Regions from separate parts of the Sus scrofa genome. Here region 1 is linked to region 2. A link is a contact called in public promoter capture Hi-C data. All regions are on one chromosome and are shown on one strand. The core of a region is the stretch at or near the end of the contact, and the rest is flanking DNA. Distances in the headings are between cores, read along the strand shown. Region 1 holds the start of NCL (nucleolin). Region 2 holds the start of PSMD1 (26S proteasome non-ATPase regulatory subunit 1).

Region 1 (5,495 bases), core at 1,831-4,330, 370 kb after region 2:
TGGCATTCTTGCCATTCTTTGCCCCCTTAGCTGGAGCGGCTGCTCCCTTCTTACCAGAGGTTGCCACCAATGCTTTGGCTGGTGTGGCTCCCTTCTTGCCAGGTGTGGCTACTGCTTTGGCAGGTGTAACTGTCTTCTTGGCTGGTGTAGCCGCTGCCTTTTTGCCAGGAGTGACAACTGCTTTCTTGGCCGGTGTGGCAGCCGCAACCTTTTTTGTGGGGGAAACCATCACCTTCTTTGCGGGAGTTGGGGTAGCCTTTTTGCCTTTCTTCTGAGGAATAATAACCTTGATAATAAATAAAAACAAGCATAAGCCTGTTTCCAAACTCAGAGAGCCTTGGTCCATAACTGAATGCTTGATTGTAACCCTGCCTCTAGTTCAAGACATGCATTAGATGACAGCACATTAAACTGTAAGGGCACAGAACACATCCTCTGTACAGCTGAAGTCACAGTCCTCAGCTTAGAGCAGTCCCTGACAGGGACTCTGAAAACAGACTGTCTGGATGCCACATGCCAGAGTGGTTTTAGCAAAGGTTTTACATCTTCATTTTATGCCTCAAGAGTCTTTGTATTTGAAAATAACTCAACTTTACACACTCCTTTAAGGATTTCAAGCTGACACATGTAACCAAATACCTCACACAGACAATGGACTACCTGTTAGGCGTTATTAAATCATTTGGGGCTCTCATTGTGGATGGAGATAAAAGTTCACTCAACCCATATTCTTAGGACCAAAAGAGAAAACGAACACCAAATAATCAAGCTGCAGTCATGCCTCAAAAATTTAATACAAACCAAAGAAAGCATATTAGCTTGGTAAAAAAAAATCATCATTTATCTATATGTAAGTCACACTCCAAACCACTTTTTGTGGACTATATAGGTTTTATCAGGTTATGTGTGTCTAGATAAAATCTTTACTAAGTTCTAAATTAGAAATATGAGCAATATAGCAATTAGTTTAGTTGCCTTTACAGTAGCTAGGAGTGATAAACAGTCAATGTTAACCAAATACAAGGTGGTGACCCTAAATCCACACGCTAATTTAACGGTGATTAGTACTACCAAGCCCATATAGGATAACAGAGACCAATTAATCCTACTTGGCGGGGGGCTAAGAGAGAAATCTGGTAACGCTAACCTCAGACCTGTATATAATGCTCAGAGCTGGCATTTGAGGGACAGTTAACTGTCTGGGCTGTTTCTCCATCTGGTATATATGGCTAACATGTTGAAACTGGAAACCTGCAATGACTTAATCCAATATAATCACACCAAATCCTACAGGAGGCACATGAAAACTCCAGGCCTTTTCTCTCTCAAGTTCTTTCCAATACTTTGCCTTATGGTATCCTGACAGGTCAATAAAAAGTTTGGGAAACACTCAACCTTTACAACAGTACACGTTATGAATATAACCCGAGACTTGCCAGTATTTTCAGATATTCAACACCAACTCCTCCCATCCTCCATTTTATAGTTTAAGACAACTCGGCACTGAGTACCTCTTCTCCGCTGCTATCATCCTCCTCATCGTCTGACATTTCTTCATCTTCACTGTCTTCTTCTACCTCCTTTGGGGGAGGAGCCATTTTCTTGGGGTCGCCTTGATTTTTACCGGCCTAAAACAGACACAAACATAAGTGCGTTACACCTTCCACATTTCTGACCATTCTTCATAGTAAAATGGCAGTCATCTTGCTTAAAACCCCCTTTTCATACTTAAATACAATTAACACAAAAACTATTCTTGATATCAATGTTAATATTAGTAGACAAATTCTAAACTCCCCGCATATTTCCTGTCAGGTTCTACAAATACCAACCTTAGGTAAAAAGTCAAGGAAACACTCTCCCTCTCCCTGCTGCCTTCCCTAAGCGCACCCGTTTTATAACTATACCCCCAGATCCTTGAATAACGGCCAAAAAATTTTTCATATAGCCTACAATCAGACCTCTGTAACCGCAAGTATGAATAGCCCTTCAGCCAGGAGAAAATACCTTAAAAAAAAAAAAATCCTTGGGGTTAAAGTGTGGCACTTAATTCCACCCCCCTCATCTGGATTTAAATTAAGGCAGCCTTTAAAAAAGAATTTGCACAGAGTTTCCGGGTGGCTCAGCGGGTCAAGGATCTGGCATTGTCACTGCTGTGGCTCAAGTCACTGCTGTGGTGCGGGTTCAATCCCTGGCCCAGGAAAGTTCTGTATGCTACCGATGCGGCAAAAAAGTAAAAAAAAAAAAAAAATTTAAACAATTCACATCTTAACCTTTAATCTTCCACTAAGTCTTTCCCCGAGGTATCAACCCCGCCCCTTTCAGCCCCCGCAGGACCACGTGGAGTAACTTGCAGGCCACCATGGGCGCACAGGTTGGCGCAAAAAGCACGCGGCAGGGCCTCCTTCCTGGAGACCACCTAGAGTCCGCCCGCCCGGTCTGAGCCAAGACCCCATGGGCCGCCGCTCCCCGCCCGAGGGTCCAGTCCCCTCCGCAGGCACCGGGACCCAAGCGGCGAGGCCCACGTGGCGGGCCGCGCATGGGGACACGTGCGTCCGGAGGCGGGGCGCTGCTCCGGCCCGTCGCAGGAGTTTGCCCTCATCCGTTCACTCCGAGGCCCAGAGCCCCCTCCCCGTTCTCAACCCCTAAGTCCCACCCCGCCATATCCACCATTCGCGACACCTGCTGAAGCTCTTCACCTCGCCATCAAGCAGCCAAGAGCCGCGAGACCTCCCAGCTAATCGCGCGAGACTTCCCGCAGCATGGCGCCCTCGAACGCGCCCGGGACGGCGCGCAGGCCCTCCTGGCGGCGCCGCGCGCGCGCGCTCTCCTCGGAAAACAGGCCTCAATGTCCGTGCTCGCACCGACAAAACCTCTTACCTTTGCGAGCTTTACCATGATGGCGGCGGAGTGTGTAGCTGGCGAGTGGCGCAGGTGAGCCCAGAGGAACCCAAGCAACCTCGATGGCGGCCACTAGAACTGAAGATCCCAGAGCGCGTACGCTTAGCTGCCAGCTAGAGCTCGAGACTGAGACGAAAGACTGAGCCTGCCCAGTAATCGCCTCTGGAAAGGCGACGACGGCACCTCGTGACTCCGCTTCGACCAACCAGAGTTCGCGCTCCTCCCACAAGCCAATCGCGATCCTCTACCCGAGAACGGCGCGGGGCGGGGCGCGGGCGGGAGTGGGCGGGCCAAGGAGGCCAGAGAAGGGGGAGGGGATTCGTGGCGGCGCCCTGGGGGCGGGACCCGCTTTGTGCAAGGGCAGCGCTGATTGGACCGTGGGCGCGCGGTTCCCGGAGTGCCCATCCACTGCCCGCGCTCTCGGCGCTTGCGCCGTGGGACGGACATTTTTGGCGCCGCTTGTTCCCCGAACTCGGGGCGTTGAATATGGATGGCCTCGGGTTTCCGAACTTGTCTGGGACCCTCTCTACTAGAGAGGTCTTGCGCTTCCTGGGAGGCCTCATGCGCGGCCCCGGTCCGCACTCTTCGATAAGAATTTGCTCCTTTTATCCGCTGATGAGCCCCCCGGAAATTTAGGGTCCACCCACGTTAAGGGCCCACCTTCGTCCCGCACGCTAACGAACCAGGAGCTAGAAAGCCCCTGTGTGCTTGAGACTGCCTCCAAAGGGACTCCCAGCCAGACCACGTGCCTGAAGCTGCCGCTGGAGTTTGCTGTAAGCAGCGAGAAAACAGTATTCAATTTCAAGAAACCTTGCACTAGATAGTTTTCTCTACAGGGAGCACCTCAGTGGTCACCGGGATAGGGTGGGGAGAAGTTGTTGGTCAAGCCAACCGCAGAGCAGGGCCTTTAGCCACTCAAAAGTTTCTTCTTTGTTATTTGGACTAAAGCACCTATTAAAAAATGGTGGCTGCTACGATAGTGTCAGCAGATGGTCCAGGAGTCTGACAAAACAGTCAAAGGAAGGTACCCTGGCGAAGGCACGGAAGATTGCCTTTGCGTTGTGCTTTTGCCATTTATTCAGATGGGTCATTGTGGCAAAACTTAGTGTCAAACTTAAAACCAGAGCACTCTCGTTGGTTTAGAGCCCGTGCAGGTAGGATGATTCCGTCCTGGGCGTCTGGTACCTAACTGTTAACAAAACTGGGATACTTTCAGCTATGATGATATTTCCCCAACTGAGCTAGTGTTCAGAACCACCTCTGGAGTTTCTAATTAAAGAGGTCTGGGATTGGGCCCAGGATTTTGTATTTTAACAAGGGCCTGTGGGGATTCTTGTGAGCAATCAAGTTATTTTGCAATTCTTACTAGAACTCTCCTGAGACTAAATGAAAAGGAAGCCCACAGATACCCACTGGGGCTCTCTGATCAGCAAAGAGGCTGGGGCCAGTTCTATGGTCTGCACCCTTCTTTCTCGTGATCTGTGAGAAAGGTTTTCTGATTTTGAACTCGGATGGGGGCACAGAAAGAACTGCATAAGCCAAAGCATGGCGAAATGCAGTAAGAGCCCAGTGGTTGTTTTTCTTTTGTTGTCTTTTTAGGGCCACAACCTTTGCATGTGGAAGTTCGAGGTCTAGGGATCAAATTGGAGCAACTCAGGGTCAGAGCCGCATCAGTGCCCTACACCACAGCTCACAGCAATGCTGGATCCTTGAACCCACTGAGCAGAGCCAGGGATCGAACCCGAGTTCTCATGGATACTAGTTGGGTTCAGTACCACTGAGACACAACTGGAACCCCATGACTGTAGTGTTTACAAGCCATGTGGCACAGGGCAAGCTTAGCACACGCTTGGAAAGAGGCTGGAGAGATAAGCAGTGGGCATGGTCAAGTGACAGGGATGAGTTACAGAAATAGTGGCATGGCTGGCTTGGCATTCAGATCTCAGTTTATACCACCTCTGAAGAGGCCTTTCCCAACTCTACAGTGAGAAGTGCCCCCCACCTAGCATTTAAGGATCTGGTGTTGCCCCTGCTCTGGTGAGGGTCACTGCCGAGGCCAGGGTTCAGTCCCTGGCCTGGGAATTTCCTCATGCCAAAAAAAAAAAGAAAAAGTGCCACCCAGAAGCTCCCTATTATATCACTGAATCCTCTGGAGATACCTACCACTACCTGGCATTTTTCTTGGCTGTTTATTGTCTGTTTGCTCCTTCTCCAGCCAGGAGAACACAGACTTTGTTCTCTGCTGTATTCCTGGCGCCTTAAACATTGCCTGACATAGTGGTGAAAATTATTTGTGGAAGGAAGGAACTATTTAGGTAAAAGGAACAGTGGAGAAAGCCATTATGGCTTAGTGTTCCAGTGCCTTGCGCTGGAGTCAGTCTGGGATAGAAAAATAGTAACAGCTATTACTTATATAATGCTTACGAAGTTCCAAGCACTATTCTAGTTTTATGGGCATGTATCTGTGTATCTTATATACATATGCAAATTAATTTACTCTTAGAAAAAAAGTACCACTGTTTTACAGAAATTGGGGCATAGAGAGGTAAATGAACTTGTTCAGGGTCACATAGCTAAGAACTAGGATTTTTATT
Region 2 (5,386 bases), core at 1,849-4,348:
CATATGGAGGTTCCCAGGCTAGGGGTCTAATCGGAGCTGTAGCCGCTGGCCTACGCCAGAGCCACAGCAACGCGGGATCCGAGCCGCGTCTGCAACCTACACCACAGCCCACGGCAATGCCGGATCGTTAACCCACTGAGCAAGGGCAGGGACCGAACCCACAGCCTCATGGTTCCTAGTCGGATTCGTTAACCACTGCGCCACAACGGGAACTCCTTTTTTTTTTTTTTTTTTTTTTTGGGGGGGGCTCATTTTTTAAAAATTCACCCATAGGTGTTCTTGTTGTGGCTCAGAGGGTTAGGAACCTGACTAGTGTCCATGAGGATGCGGGTTTGATCCCTGGCCTCACTCAGTGGGTTAACGATCCGGCGTTGCCATGAGCTGTGATGTAGATCACAGACGTGGCTCAGATCTGGCACAGCTGTGGCTGTGGTGTAGGCTGGCAGCTGTAGCTCCAACTTGACTCCTAGCCCAGGAACTTCTACAGGCTGTGGGGGCGGCCCTAAAAAGAAAAAAACTAAATAAATGAAATAAAGAAATGTTTTTCTCTTTTCAAGTTATCACTGAACCAGGCACCATGAGCAGCAAAGTCTCCAGAGACACCCTCTAGGAGGCAGTGCAGAGGTCCTACACGGGAACAAGCACAAGGACTGGATGTTTTGGGGGACAGTGGAGCTTCCCATCAGTCTGGAGAACTGGACCCTCAGAAAGACAAATGCTTCTCGAGCACTGCCAGGCTTAAGTCTACTCTTTGCCCCAAGTTCTCCATGTGTGTTCTGGGAGACCAGCCACATTGTGATGAGGCCAAGGCTGTGGAATTCCCACACACGGACACTGAGGCACTGAAGAAACTCAACAAGAATAAGAAACTGGTGAAGAAGCTGGCCGAGAAGTACAGCGCCTTGGAGTTCCCGTTGTGGCGCAGTGGTTAACGAGTCCGACTAGGAACCATGAGGTTGCGGGTTCCATCCCTGGCCTTGCTCAGTGGGTTAAGGATCTGGCGTTGCAGTGAGCTGTGGTGTAGGTTGCAGATGCAGCTGGGATCTCGTGTTGCTGTGGCTCTGGCATAGGCCAGTGGCTACAGCTCCGATTCGACCCCTAGCCTGGGAGCCTCCATATGCCGTGGGAGCGGCCCTAGAAAAGACAAAAAGACAAAGGAAAAAAAAAAAAAAAAAAAAAAAAAAGAAGCACAATGCCTTTTGGGCTTCAGAGTCTCCGATCAAGCAGATCCCACAGATCCTAGGCTCACGGCTGAATAAGTCTGGCAAGTTCCCTTCCTTGCTGACCTACAATGAGAATACAGTGGCCAAAGTTGATGAAGTGGAGTCCACGATCCAGTTCCAGATGAAGAAAGTGCTGTGTCTGGCAGTGGCTGTTGGCCGCGTGAAGATGACAGAGGGTGAGCTTGTGTACAGCCTCCACTGAGCTGTCAACGTCCTGGTGTCATTGCTCAAGAAAAACTGGCAGCATGTCCAGGCTTTGCACATTAAGAGCACCACGGGCAAGCCCCAGTGCCTGTACAGCTTAAGAAACCACCTGCCACCATTAAAAAAAAATTCATACATAAACTCACATGGATTATCAACCACGTTTTATTTCAACAGCAAATCATTGGCTTGTGTCACTAGGTTACATTGTTTTGAGAAGGCCCCAGAAATAAGGTTTAATAATCACTATTCAATTGAACGGTAGCTTGAGAGTACAAGTCTAGTGGCTTAAAAATGCCACCATTTGGGAGTTCCTGGCGTGGCTCAGTGGTTAACGAATCCGACTAGGAACCATGAGGTTGTGGGTTCGATCCCTGGCCTTGCTCAGTGGGTTAAGGATCTGGTGTTGCCATGAGCTGTGGCTTGGATCCTGAGTTGTAGGCTGGCGGCTACAGCTCTGATTAGACCCTTAGCCTGGGAACCTCCATATGCTGCAGGAGCGGCCCAAGAAATGGCAAAAAAAAAAAAAAAAAAAAAAAAAAAAAAGAAAAAAAAGCCACCATTTGTCGCTAATCTTTGTCAAGACTACTCCGAACTACTGAAGTAAATTGTGTATTGAAGCTGTTAGAAGTGTGCAGATGGCGATCACAACTGCCATTTCACATTAGATGTAATAAAAAAAAACAGGAACCTGTTGCTGTGGAGGGAGAGAGGAACTGAGCAGATGGAAGACAAGAAAACTTTTTTTTCGGAGTTCCCGTCGTGGCGCAGTGGTTAACGAATCCGACTAGGAACCATGAGGTTGCGGGTTCGGTCCCTGCCCTTGCTCAGTGGGTTAATGATCCGGCGTTGCTGTGAGCTGTGGTGTAGGTTGCAGACGCGGCTCGGATCCTGCGTTGCTGTGGCTCTGGCGTAGGCTGGTGGCTACAGCTCCAATTCGACCCCTAGTCTGGGAACCTCCATATGCCGCGGGAGCGGCCCAAGAAATCGCAACAACAACAACAACAAAAAAGACAAAAAAAAAAAAAAAAAAAAAAAAAAAAAAAAAAAAAAAAGAAAACTTTTTTTTCTTTGAACACTTTTCACTGTATATCTTTTTATACTTCTGATTTTTAAGCCATGTGCGGTATTCTTTCAAATGTAAGTAAAAGCCACTGTTCAACTTTATCATAAACCAGTGATTACTTAGGGATGCATTATGATATGATAGTAAAGTATTTCTGTGAGGATTCTTCTGAAGCTGGGCTCTGCTTTTTTTTAAAAAAATTGAAAAATCATTGTTGTAGGAAAACGCTCTTTGCTCAATCACGAACCCGCCCCGGCCCGGACCCGGACCAAAGGTTTGGCTCTGGCACGGGGGCGCTGCAAGGAGACTTCCCAAGCAGCAGGTGGCGCTGCGAACACCGCAAGCACCTCCCCTCAACACCTTTTTTTCTCAGCAATGGCGGGTGATGGTGGGGTCCTTTTTCTAGGGGTGGCTATTCTGGAGCCTGACCCCAAGTGCGGACGGGTGTTCCCACCCCCGCGGGGCCGCTGGCCCCGAGGAGGGTTGGAGAAGACCACGGAGCTCTCCGTGCATTCTTCCGCTGGGCGGCGGTGGCGGCACGGAAGACACAGGCCGGGGGAGAGTCGGCGCCGGGCGGCAGGCGGGACAGAGGGCAGCCCCGGGGCGGGCGGGGTCCTGGGTGAGAAGCGAGCCGGCGGCCTGAGGAGGTGACTGACTGAGCGGGGCACCGGGGCAGCCAGGAGACGCGGCGGAGCGAGCGGGTCCTGAGCTGACATATACACGGCGCGGCCGGGGCGGCGAGCGAGCGAGCGGGCGGGCGAGTGCGGGGCGCAGCCATGATCACCTCAGCCGGTGAGTGCGGCCGCAGCCGGCGCCGAAAGGAAGGAGGCGCCACGCCGGCTTTTAGCTGAGTCAGGGCCGGTGACTGGGCACCTCCCGGCGGAGCGCCGGCCGCGCGGCCGCCCGCCGCCCGAGGCCCACCCCCGGGCCGGGGGCTGGCAGTGTGGCCCGGCCTCTCTGTGGGCCCCGGGACCTCGTCCGGTTCGGGGGACTCGCGCTGGGTTGACCGCCTCGTCATCCCTCCTCCGCAGCCACACCCCCGTGCTCGGACCCGAGGGGCGCCCTGGACCCTTCTCCCACCCTGACGGGTTTTTCCTAAACTCCATCCCTCCCGAGGTTGGCCGTGCGGGGCCGTCCGATGCCAGCCCTTCCTTACAGGTGGTTAGGATGGGGTGGGCCCCCTTTGCGGGACAGTAAGGTAGCCTCTGGCTACCTAAGTGCTTCCCGGTCTGACCCAGCTCCGTTCTCCTTAGAGTGAAATCTAAATTAAGTCAGGTGTGAGACGGGTCATTTCCAGGTCTGTTCCAAGGATATTTAGTTAAAGCACTTAGGGAACTTTTGTGTTCGTTGAGGACCGCATCCTGAAGACGGTTATTATACTGAGAATCAGCCTCTGGTTTTGAGGCTCCATGATCAGTGAATGTTCTGCTTGGACGAAGAAAGAGCTCCTGGGCGGGCGGAGCAGGTGCCCTACACTCAACCATTGTGTGGGTAGATTCGTGGAATGACGTTTGCAATGGGATGTTACAGGGGTCAAGTTTGGGGTGAAGTGTGAGCCCCCACTAGGGATCGCTTTGCACGTAGCTGTCCACAGCCTCTGGGGCCTTTTTCCTCTCTTGCTCACATGCGCTTTTCTGGTCCTGATTTGCTGTCTTCATGTCCCACAAGTGTTTTGTTGTAAACAAACTAGTCAGACGGCAGTTAACCATGTGTTTATAAGGCTTGCTTAAAAAAGTTGGTGGCAACAGTGGGAGACAGGATCGTTACTTTTAAAGACCTGAGGAGCTGTCACTTGTACATGGAAGTAGACTTTTTCCCCCAAGGGGTACATATGATTGGGAGATGAATTGTAGTACAACATTGGGAAAGGCTTTTCCCCATCAGAGCTCTCTAAAGATAAAATAAGCACTAAATTTCCTGCCACCTGTAAATGGAGGCCTCATTGTTTTTCAGATTCATCATCTTAGCCCCTCCCGCCTTCATCTCTTGCCTGGGTCGCTTTGACAGCCTGGAGATTTTGTTTTCCACCATTACCTCTATACAGTCCATTCTTCTTGAGTATTCTTTTTAAAACCTTGATCACATAATATCCTTTACAGTTCTTCAGTGCTTTTCATTGTGCTTATAATAAAATATCCAGATTGTTAACTGAAAACTTACATGATCTGATTCCTACCTTGTCTTGTACTGCTCTTTTCCTCCCTGTGCTCTGGTCATACTGGCCTTTCTCTTCCTTAAGTCAGTTTCTGTCCCACTTCAGGACCCTTGCCCATTCCTCCTGCACTTTTTAGACTCCTTTTCAAGTTTTCTCTTAGTTTCCCAATCACTGGTTTCAGCACAAGTGTTAGTCTTTCTTTTCTGATCATTCTGTTAAAACATGCTGCTTCTTTCACCCTCAACTGTCCCCTCCCTTCATTACAAGCCCTGTAATTACTTCGTTTACTTGTCTGATTACTGTCTTTCTCTCTGTGTAGAATTTTGGGTGGGAAACTTGTCATTTTCATAATTCTTAGAACACTGCTGAGCAGATGGCAGAAGTTCAAAGGTATATCTTTTCTTTTTTCTTCTTTTCTTTTTGTCTTTTTAGGGCAACATTTGCAGCATATGGAGGTTCCCAGACTAGGGGTCTAATCGGAGCTGTAGCCGCTGGCCTGCACCACAGCCACAGCAACTCAGGATCCAAGCCGTGTCTTCAACTTAACACCACAGCTCACCTCAATGCCGTATCCTTAACCCACTGGTAGAGGCTAGGGATTGAAGCCGCGTCCTCATGGATGTTAGTCAGATTAGTTTCCCAAAAGTGTATCCTGAATGAAGAAATCAGTCAACTAATCAAATCAATAAATCAGTCCCTAGAGTTTTTAAAGTAGAGACTAAAAAAGCATTTGGTGGG

Evidence for each region. Promoter capture Hi-C pulls out the DNA fragments that hold promoters and counts their contacts.
Region 1: a promoter capture Hi-C map of fetal liver shows a contact between it and region 2, with 2.2 times the contacts expected there. The contact joins the promoter of NCL here to the promoter of PSMD1 in region 2. A contact is called at or near these places in 2 of 5 promoter capture datasets (fetal liver and fetal skeletal muscle), 1 of 47 Hi-C or Micro-C datasets (fetal skeletal muscle) and 1 of 2 datasets of contacts at active chromatin or transcription factors (alveolar macrophages).

What each region holds. Positions count from the first base shown.
Region 1 is chr15:132,171,134-132,176,628 of Sscrofa11.1, forward strand. It overlaps NCL (nucleolin), which reads right to left and starts at 3,081. Exons shown (of 14, transcript XM_021074959.1): 1 at 2,881-3,081; 2 at 1,512-1,628; 3 at 1-286. The coding sequence starts at 2,898.
Region 2 is chr15:131,804,496-131,809,881 of Sscrofa11.1, forward strand. It overlaps PSMD1 (26S proteasome non-ATPase regulatory subunit 1), which reads left to right and starts at 3,099. Exons shown (of 25, transcript XM_001925902.7): 1 at 3,099-3,285. The coding sequence starts at 3,270. It also overlaps the pseudogene LOC110257098.